2 separate regions of the Mus musculus genome follow, and region 2 is linked to region 1. A link is a contact called in public promoter capture Hi-C data. All regions are on one chromosome and are shown on one strand. The core of a region is the stretch at or near the end of the contact, and the rest is flanking DNA. Distances in the headings are between cores, read along the strand shown. Region 1 overlaps Oxr1 (oxidation resistance 1). Region 2 holds the start of Nudcd1 (NudC domain containing 1).

What was found. Promoter capture Hi-C pulls out the DNA fragments that hold promoters and counts their contacts.
Region 2: a promoter capture Hi-C map of liver shows a contact between it and region 1, with 4 times the contacts expected there. The contact joins the promoter of Nudcd1 here to the enhancer-like site in region 1. A contact is called at or near these places in 3 of 39 promoter capture datasets (liver and pre-B cells), 1 of 484 Hi-C or Micro-C datasets (pre-B cells), 1 of 115 datasets of contacts at active chromatin or transcription factors (astrocytes) and 1 of 9 other capture datasets (liver).

Annotation. Positions count from the first base shown.
Region 1 is chr15:41,839,076-41,844,579 of GRCm38.p6, forward strand. All of the region lies in intron 11 of Oxr1 (oxidation resistance 1), which reads left to right. Among named protein-coding and RNA genes, the nearest start is that of Abra, 28 kb to the right of the region's middle. Within about 2 kb of position 1,641, at least 17 of the 459 cell types and tissues checked have an H3K27ac peak or open chromatin away from gene starts, as enhancers often do. A contact at or near this core is called in liver, where this site is marked.
Region 2 is chr15:44,424,819-44,430,001 of GRCm38.p6, forward strand. Nudcd1 (NudC domain containing 1) reads right to left here and starts at 3,489. Exons shown (of 10, transcript NM_001113554.1): 1 at 2,844-3,489. The coding sequence starts at 2,958. Eny2 (ENY2 transcription and export complex 2 subunit) reads left to right here and starts at 3,293. Exons shown (of 5, transcript NM_175009.3): 1 at 3,293-3,424; 2 at 4,742-4,818. The coding sequence starts at 3,419.

The sequences.
Region 1 (5,504 bases), core at 391-2,890:
CATTTGAGATTTTAGGTAATTTTTTATTGCACGTATCTCACATAACCCTTGGGGATCATTCTCCTTCTTTTTGACATTTGCTGTATGAATTTCTTCTCTGAAGATTTGTTGATGGTTAACACTCTCAACTTGTGTCTCTGAAAATAGAAGAGTACTGAAAGTTGAAAACTGTGCTAAACATGTGCAGATTTGTTTCTTGTTATTCTGAAACGAAACAGTGTAACAACCAGCTATTATCTAGCATTCTCATTGTGTTGGATATTGAAGTACATCATGAATTACTTCATCATGAATGGCCTATGGTGTATGGGAATGTACAAAACTTGAATACCTGGGAGTTTGGGACTCTACATTAACCCAGTTCCTCATGGAGAGCTGGGGAACAACTGTCTTTGCTTGGTTGATTTGGGGGGTTTTCTTCCTCTTTTTTCTTGTAACTTTTATCTAGTTTTTCTTGGATAAACAATTTTAGATTGGTCATTTGTTTTCTGCCATGTTGTGATCTTTTGTTTGATAATTATTTATTTGGGGTTTGTGCTTGCTTACATCATGATCTTCAGGACCTGAGTGAAGAGGCTCAGAGGATTTGCATCTGCCCTTGGAAAGTTTGCCTCCACTCTGAGATCTGTGAATTTTCTCACTTGATACTTAATGAAACAACAACAACAAAATAAAACCTTCTCTTTTAAGTATTATGAAGTTTTAGTAGGTATATTGTGTGTGTCTCTTGTTTAGGGAATAGAATGCTTAAATCTGTAGATCTATCTTTAATCAGTTCTGGAAATTCTCAGCATTACCTTTTCAAGGGTTTTCTTTTTAGCCAGAACTTAATTGAAATTAATAGTATTTCATTAGTCTAGTTCCTGTGCTAAGCTCTTCTGATTCTCAGCCTTTGTTCTTAGTAATGCATCATGGGTAGTTGTAGGCACGTTTCCTAGTTTTATTAAGATACTCAGGAGTATCTGCTTTTTTGACATAACTGATTATTTCAAAGTTACATGTATTATATAAAACTCCTATTTGGTTAATTTCCCAATATGCTTAATCATCTCTTCCTGTTTGCTTATTTTTAGAATTAAAAAAAAATCATATATAAGTTCTGTCAGATAATTTTAGTCTCTAGAGTTGGGTTAGTGTTTGTGTGTACTTAATTAGGGCTGAGTGCTAGGTTATTGTTTATCATGACCCATATATTATTTATCTAAATCTGTGAGCATCTTGAGGCCCTGAATTGAGCGTGTTGTTTTTCTCAATGTTTGTCTTCTTGACAGACTAGGCTGTATGAGTGGGATCATGTAATCCTCCTCCTCTTGGAATTTCTTCCTTTGAGGATCAGCTATAGTAGGCATGTCTTGTCTAAAAACAGTATCAACTGGGCAGCTCTGGAGTTTTGACATTAGCCTTTAGAGGAAACCACCTTGACCTTCACAACTACCAAGTTTTAAAAATGATAATGGCAAAAGTAGATGCTTTGAAAATGTTAGTTAGAAATAATAGTGGTTGAATAAACGTTATCAGTAGCAAAGATCAGTAATTTAAAACCATTGGGTATTTAATAAAAAATCTGAGTAAGGGCCAGCAATATGGCTTAGTAGGTTAAGGCACTGGCCACCGGCCCTGACAGTCTGAACTTTGTCCCAGGACTCAGCTGAAGGCCAGCGGTGAGTTTAGCTACACTGTGCTTTGGCTCCCAGCACCTTCCCAGGACCTATCTGGATTCTCGAATGAAAGACAGACAGACAGACAGACAGACAGACACACACACACACACACACACACACACATACACACACACCAGTTAATTTTAAAATGCCTTTGCTAGCTCAAAGACTGGGCAGTTCTAATCCTCCCTGCGGCTAGCGCACATCTCCCTCCTGTAATCCTGGCTTAACACCCTCTAATTTTATATTTTATCTCTGTTGCCCTGGCTCCTTCGGGGCGGCTCCCTAGTCTTTGCTGCCCGAGACGCTTTTGGGCAGCCCTTCCAGGGACTGCATTCCTTCTCACCTACATTTGGGATGATTTTCCTTCTGCAGCTCTAAGTCTGACCCACCTCCCTCGGAATCATGGTGATTCTCTTCCCTTCTCCCAGTTCCTCGCCCACACAATCTAAAAGTTCCATCCCTCTCTGTCCACACAGCCACTGGCCATTTATTGATTGATCAAAAACCAATAGGGGGCAAGGACCTTTAGTGTTTGGGCACGCAGATTCCTGATTAATTCAAAGTATTAGAACCAGTCCCCACCAAGAAATGACACAATGTGTTCCACACATAGCTACACACTAACATTCCATGTGTGCAGATTATACATAAATGCAGTAAAACCTTTGAAAAAGAATTGTTTGCTACCAACCTTTTTGTTTCCGTAAGTGTTAAGAATCTAAGTTTCACAAGGCCCTATTGACTCCTCTGTACATTCACATTCGTTTGCCAAAGAACAAAGGAATCTGAAGTACCTTGAGTGACGAGTGACATGTCTATATTCCTTGAGAACTGCCTTCTTGCTGTGAGCGTACAAACACTAAGGGACAACAGATTCTGTGAATGGATGTTCTTTCTCTCGATGGGGTATAAATAAACAGGATTTTCCATTTTATAAGACCGACTTTTAATATTTATCATTCCTAAAAGCTGTTACAGCATACATATTCTATAATCAAAAGGCTTTGAGTATTCCTACTTTCTTAGAAGAAACCGAGTTGTTTGTAAGTCAGATAAGGAATTGATGTGTAATTATTTTCTGGTTTGGGTGGTGTATTTGCCTGTTTGTTTGATCATTTTTGTCTGTCTGTTTTTGAGACAAAGTCTCTCTATTTTGAAGGCCTGGCTGTCCTGGAACTCACCCTGTAGACCAGGCTGGCCTTGGGGTTAGGAAGTAAAATTTAAGTGTGGACTTGCCAGTAGCAGTGAGGAGGAGAGAGGAAGGTTGGCAGTGACCAACCTGGGCTATAGCACTGGAAAGCCACCTCAGGCCTGTGGGCAAGGTGGTCTAAGGTTAAGGAAATCCTTATGTTAAGTGCCCTGGGCTAAGGATTCCTGTCTTAAGAACCAAACACAGACTAGAAGAAAGGTTAAAGGCGCTTTGAATGGAACCAGCATTTAAGGAAAGGGAAGTAGCCCTGTCAAGAAGAGGCAAGGCAAGCAGTGTGGGGAAGAAGGAAGCGATAGTCTTATTGAGGCTCATCTCTTCAGGCTCTTAATTGATAGGGCATGGAAATTGAATTCTCTCCAGGGTGCAGTGAGCCTTGGACAGGAAAATTGCTCTACCTCCCCAGGCCAACTGAGGAAGAAATATTTAATGGCATTGTCTTACTCTTGCTTTAGCTGTACAGCCAGTGCTAGCCTGTTCTGTGGGGCTACGTGCTTGCCGTAGGATATAGCTACTTATTACTGCAAATTTGTGTTTTACCTTTTGCCATCTTTGGGCCAGGAACGCAGATAATTCTAAATGTTCTCATCAGTTTATCCCTTAACTTTCTTTGTGGCCACTCCAGGGCCACAAGCTGCTCGTTTGGTTTATTTTTAACTAATATTACAAATAGTCTGAGGGCTGCCTGCTGCAGTGTTAGCATTTGAAAGGTTCAAGCTGCCTCTTGGAAAAGCCATTCCTCCCAATTCCTTAACTCTTAGCCTACCCTGACACAATTTTACTGACATACTTAATTTGTTTTTTATTCTTATTTATTCTTTTGTTCTATCAATTCTGTTTTCTAATTATCTAATTTGTGATTGCCAGTTTGCTTTTAATTCTTTTATTATAATTCTATGAAGTGTTATTGTGAAAGCAACAGTTTTTTGTTAGACAAAGACAAAGTGGAGCAGGACTTTTTTTTTTGTAATAAAGATGGTTTTAATTGATGAATTATAGTAAAAAAATAAAAAAACAAGTTCCATGATTTCATAAATACTGCTGTCTCTCATCTTCATTAGCTATAACAAGTTTATATTTTCTTCTTTGTGTTTTTGGTTACCAAAGTAAGTATACATGGTAGATAATGCATTTTACGACATTTTCTTTTATTCAGGACGTAGTAGTAAAAAATGATAGAATCGCAGATCTCATTCATACTTGACCAGAGGGTTAGGTTTGTTTGGAAGCTCAGACAGGCAGGCACAATATTTCAGAAGAACCACTAAGCCAAGAAGACACTAGGTTTTGTTTGTCTTTAATAATATTTTTATTAAAACTGAGATTTTTCATAATGTATTTTGACCTTATTTCTGTCAGCTCTTCCCATACTCAGCTCACCTCTCAATGCACCCAATTTTGAGTTTTCTTTTTTGTTTTGTTTTTAATTTGTTTCTGTTCTCCCTATCAAGTCCAGTATGTGTTTTCCAAATACTCTTCAGAATGGGGCCTGCCCTGAATGTAGTACTCCCAGCAAGGCTTATGTCACCAAAAAAAGCTGACTCTACCTCTTCCGGCAGCTAAGGGCAAGACTGCGTGTCTACCCAACTCTACCCTACCCACTTCCCTGAATTTTCCCTAGCTTGAACGTGGGCAGGCCTTGTGTACACTGTAGCAATCACTCTGAGCTCATATGGTCATCTATCCTGTTATATCCAAAGGCTTGGCTCCCTTGAAGCCGTTCATCACCTCTGCTCCCCTTCCTGAGGATTGCTCGGTCATTTAGGGGAGAGGCGTGCTAGAAAGACATTCCATTTAGAACTGAGTCTTTTCTCTGTACTTTGACCAGCTCTGCTTCTCAGGGCCAATCCCTGCACGACAAGGAGAAGCTGCCCTGGAGGAGGTTTAAAGCGGTTCTGATGTGTAGGTCTAGCAGTAAGGCGTTAGGAGTCGCTTTAGTGCCGCCTGTCCAGCAGCTCTCAGGTGGTGAGCATTTTCTTCCTGAGACTGGGATGAGAGCCGCTCTGAACTTCATATTTTTGCTTCTCCCTCGTCGTTAGTGGTATTGCTATCTGTCATCTCGTTGGTAAGTGGTATTGCTATCCGTTATCTAAAATAGGGTTGTATAAACCTTGTTCTGTATCTACATTGATAAGTATTGAAATAATGCTTACAAAAGTACCTTCTGCCTCTGTGGGCTCTTCAGAGACCAGAGAGAATACACTGTGCTTTTTAATTCTGGGCTGTAGATAAGTCAGGATATTTTTCCATTGACCTTAGAGTTGCATCCAAACCATTTTATTTCTGAAGGCATGACATTAGCCAGAGTGAGTGTGATTTTGAATGGAAGTCCTTTTTTTCCTTAATGGTATATTTTTAACTGTCAGTAGTGTGATATGGATTATAGAATGGGAAGTGTCATTTCATTTAGTTTAGTCTTCTGAATAATCTAATAACTTCTGTGCATATTTCATGAGTTACCAAAAACAAAGAGTAACTTTTATCTCACTTTTATCTTTTTTTTTTAATAAAGAAATCCACATTTATACTCAGCTTTATTTTTTTCTTTTGTTAACTTACAGGCTTTATTTATGATAACTTTCTGTGACTTCACTCCCCATAACATGCGTATATATTAGCATTTCAAGTAGCAT
Region 2 (5,183 bases), core at 2,239-4,738, 2.6 Mb after region 1:
ACTATATTCACTCTACATAAAAATTATTTCAAACTCTATCAAAATCTGAAATACTGAGATGGCTACAAGAGATTAAAGGGAATACATTTCAAGATATAGGCACAGAAAGAAAAAAAAAAACTTTTGAACAATACTTTATCAGCACAGGAAATAACCACAGGAAATAATAAACGAGATGATATAAAATTAAAATGTTTTCTCAACAGCAAAGAAACTATTAACAGAGTGAAAGGCAGACTACAGAATGAAAGTCTTTAGCTCTATACTCAGACAAAAAGTTAATAGCTAACTATACATAACAACGACAACAAACTAAAAAACTAAAACACACATCACTACACATCAAAGTGTTTCACATCCTTAGCAATCAGGAAAAAAGCAAATTAAACCTACTTTGAGATTCAGTGTCATCCATAAGAAATGAGAGGATAGCGCACACCGATGATCCCGTTTTATGGCTAGTGGAAATTTAAACTACTTATAGCCATTATGGAGATCTATATGGAGGTTTCTCCAAAGCTTATGACCCTACAGCTATACTTTTGGGCATATACTCAAAGAATTCTCTATCCTACCACTGAGATCCCTGCACACTCACATTCATTACTGCTCTCTTCCCAAAAGCTAGGAAACAGAATCAATCTAGATGTTTATCAATAGATGACTGAATAAAGGAAAGCTACACAGATGCACGTATATGAAATGCATTATATTCAGCTGTAAAGAAAATGAGATTTGCAGAAAAATGGACAGCTCTAATCTTGGTTGTCAACTTCATAGGATCCCAAATCATCTTTTTTTTTTTAAGATTTATTTATTTATTATATGTAAGTCACTGTAGCTGTCTTCCGACACTCCAGAAGAGGGAGTCAGATCTCATTAGGGATAGTTGTAAGCCACCATGTGGTTGCTGGGATTTGAACTCAAGAGCAGGTAAGAGCAAGGTAAGAGCAGTCGGGTGCTCTTACCTGCTGAGCCATCTAACCAGCTCCATCCCAAATCATCTTATAGATAAGCCTCTGGGCAAACCTATGAGAGATTACCTAGATCTTAATGGGGGCAGCACTACTGAATAAAGAGAAATCAGGTTGAGAGTAAGCATTCTCATTTCCTGACTGTGGGTGCCAGCAGAGAGAGTTACACAAGGGCACAAGGAAACTTGGGCATTATACCTGTTTAGTACCTTGATTTCACATTAACAGAGAGTAATATAATTTCCTAGACTTTCACTGTCCCAACTTTTAGCGCTCTAGATCTCCACCCTCTGCTAGGGTCTTCCAACAGCAATTCTTCACTTGATTATTTAATTTGCTTTGCCCAATGGAACAAGTGGAAATGTGTCGACAGCCACTGGAACAGCATGTACACCGTGACTTAACTTCCGCAAACAGCCTGTGCTAGCCTGTTGAAAGGTGACCAGCCATATGGAAGACTCAAGTCAAGATCATCTGGCAAGTGATCTAGACAAATCAAGCTGACTAGAACTGCCTCTGCCAACTCGTAACTGAATGAGCAGTGAGGAGAACCTGCTGGCTTGAGCCATTAGGTTTTGTTCCTTCGAATTTTGTTTCCAATCAATTGGCTAACTAAACATGGCCGGATCATTTATTGACACAGAAAGAAAAGCAACAAAAAACGTCCAAGAGAAAGAACAAAAAGAAGGAAGCACCTCTCCTCTTATACCAGCCAACAGCTACCTGTTTTCCTTCACAACTCAAGTCCCTCATCAACTCCTACCGGAAGTTTTCCCAGGTCTCCAAACAAGTTGAGAAAACATACTCAGTTAGACCATTACATTTGCTCACGTTCCTCTCACTACTTGCCCATACTGTAATTAGATGTTTATTAGTGAATGGATTATGATTTATTAGGTACTCATGATTATACCAATCACGTAATCATCTCGATGAATCACAAAACAGGCCCACAACAATTACTTTTACACTTAAGAAACTTTAAAAACAAACAAACAAACAAACAAACAAAAAACCCAAGCATTTGTTGGTCTACTTGTTTATGTCTTTAATCCCAGCACAGAGGCAGCTGGTTATCTGTGAGTTCTGGGCCAGCCTGGGCTACAAAGCAAGTGCCAGGACAGTCAAGAATAGACTCCCTACAATCTAGATACAATCTAGAGAAAAGATACATAGATACATACATAAGTAACGCTTGATACTCAAACGTCGACTAACACCTCTAGATCACTATTTCTCAAAGTACAACCTATGGAAAACTTGTATCAAAATAAGAATCTGCAGAGACATGTATTTAAAAACACAAATCCCTGGACACTTTCCCTAACAAAACTACAATTCCTATGGTTGTAAAAAGGAGAATAGCCTCTAGGAAGTTACAGATAAATAAGTAGTAGCAGCAAGCAACAGTAAGCGCACTAAATCACTTGCCCTCAATAAATTGTAGCATGATCCAGGACCCGAGTATTTGAAACTGCTAACTGAATGTGGAAATTTTTCTCTCCCAAGAAATGATTCTGCGTCAGAAGGAAAAAGGGAGTTGGGGACTTTCCAAGGAGGTGTGGCTTCTCAGCGAACACGTTTACTAAAGGTAAGGTTTGGGAAGGAAGGACAACTTGAACCTTCAGAGCAGGAGCCAGAGATGTATGGGCGGAGAACATCCGAGCCTGAGCTGCGGACGCCTAGGCCAGCCCACAGTGCCGCGGCTAAGGCGCGGAAGGAAAGGGGGCATCCTCGGGTCCCCGCGTGGACGGCCGCTCTAGGTGCAGACCGGCAGGAGGTGGCTGGCTAGCCGGAGTGACAGAGGGTTGCGCCAATGGCAGCCTCAACAAGAAGGAACCGGGTGCGAGAGGGTGCCGCCGATCCCACCTGCATCAAGCTCCAGCTGGTAGCAGGGCAGCGGTTCGAGAGACAGCTTGTAGCCCTCGAAGCGGGGATCCAGCAGAGGTCTTTTCACCCGCAGAGAGCAATTGGCCGCCTCCATCGCGTTCCCCCGATCCCAGCAAGAGAATCAATAAAGCTCTTGTTGAAAGGTCCGCGCTTCACTCCTGGAACTGAGGCTGGGAAACGGCGTGGTTCCCATCCCAGACGACTCTGCGGCGCCACGTCTCTTCTGGGAAGTGTAGTGTCCATGAGAAATTTGGTTCTGTTGCAATGCTGGGAAATGTAGTTTTTTGATCCCTGAACCCACGTCAGCTAACAGACTCTGGACTTCCTTACCCAGAGGGCCGAGCGACCAGAAGGCGGCCCGCGCTAGTTGAATTCTCACATTATAGGCAGGGTGGCCAGATCCCGCCCCGGAAATGCGTGGTCTAGCTTTCTGTGTGCTTAGGTGCCCGAGCTACTGAGGGTCTAAGTCCGGGCAGCCGAAGAGTGTGGTAGGTAACGGTCGTCAGCGCAAGGGTCATTTCGTCGCTGGGAAGGGACGGCCCTCGCCCGCGGTGATGGTGGTGAGCTATGCCCGTGGTCCTCAGGGCCGGGACCCGGGCCCAGCCCAGGCTCCTTTCGATGTGCTGTCTTTCGTTAGCTTCCCCGACCCGCGCTCGCTCGCTCGCTCGCTCGCGGGCCTGTAGGGCTCTCCGACAGGGCGTGCTGCTGGAGTTGGCCGGGAGCCAGTCCCCGCTTTGTTTTCTGGCTCCTCCCCTCCCGCCTCTCCAGCTGTCTGCGCCGTGTTGCATTTTCCTAAAGAATGTCAGAACCGGGAGGGAGTCCCTAGCGCCCTGGTTTTACCAGTGAGAAAACTGAGGCCTTTAGGCATTAAGTGACTTGCCCAAGGTCACTATCCGTGATTTTAGGGGCCAAGACGAGACGAAGTTTTGCTGTTCTTGCTATGACACTGTCTAAACTTTTGCAGTTAATTTGGAAATGTTAAGCCCCAACTACAGAAGTAAAGCGTTGCCTAGTTATTAACCCTCTGTTCACCTGCTTCTTGCGCAGCCCAACTCTGAAAATTCTTTGTAGTCTGAATTTCCATACAGACAAGACGGAGAATTACAAAAGAAGATTCACACTAAGTAGGAAAACATTAACTTAAACCTGACTTTTAAATGGCAAAAATGCGCTCAAAAGTTAACCTTGCTTTTTTTTTTTTTCCCCTACACCTATTTTGGCATTGGTTGTCTGTTTTTTATTGAAAATGAAGAATTTCTCAAAGACTAGTTTGAAATTCGTTTTCTTACTTACCCTTCAGAAATAAGGATATGAAATCCAAAGCTAGGGTAGCAGTTGTAATTCTCCGTGAAGTTTATTGGGTAAAGCAAGCACATAGTCTTATTTCATTTTTCATAGTCGTATCTTTTATTAGTGTGCATGCTATGGCTTACCCAGAAATTGAATGCAGTTAAGATGCAGAAATGAACGCCAGTCAGATATTAGTGTACAATTAAATAAGGTGGGACTCCAAGTACCTGACTTCACATTCTGTCTCTGTGCCTCAGTGTTCTCATCTGTAAAATGGAATTGTGTCATTAGAGCAAATTTGGGGGTTAAATATTCTCAGTTTTAGGTACATAAGTGCTTAATGGTATTATAATAGTAGTTATTCCCTTTTTAAAAAGACAAAGAAAATAAACAATAAAGAGCTTATGAGGGAAGGGAATTGGGATACAGGAAATAGTACTAAGAATAATAATACCATGTAAGGTACTTAAAATTATCATCCTTTCCTTATTATAATGTTCAATGTATTAGGATGATTGTCTAGAGAGGTCTTAGAAGGAAACACTTTTCTAAATATTATGTATCTCAAAATGCATGTTGATGTCCAGGTTAGCAAGATGAACAAAGATGCGCAGATGAGAGCAGCGATTAACCAAAAGTTAATAGAAACTGGAGAAAGAGAACGGTGAGTAATAAATTGTATCAATAAAGTAGGTTTTACCATCTTTAATAATTATATTGGAGGAATTTCAAGTGTCAAGGGCCAAAACATACCTGGAAAGAATTACAGAAAAGTAAAGCTTATCAGAGTTTCTATTCTTAACATCTGTAATAGTTTGAATCAGCATTACCAGATTCGGAAGTGTCATATACAAAGATAAGCAATCAGTGACACTGCTAAGGCATTTTTAACAAAGTGGAAAAGAGACCGCAAAGACACAAATATCTACAGCTGGAGAATATTACCCAGGTTTTATTATAGAACTGTGTTTAATTACCTCAGGCCCTTAACTCTGGGGCAGCATGTGCTGTTACTATTTTCTGAAGGAC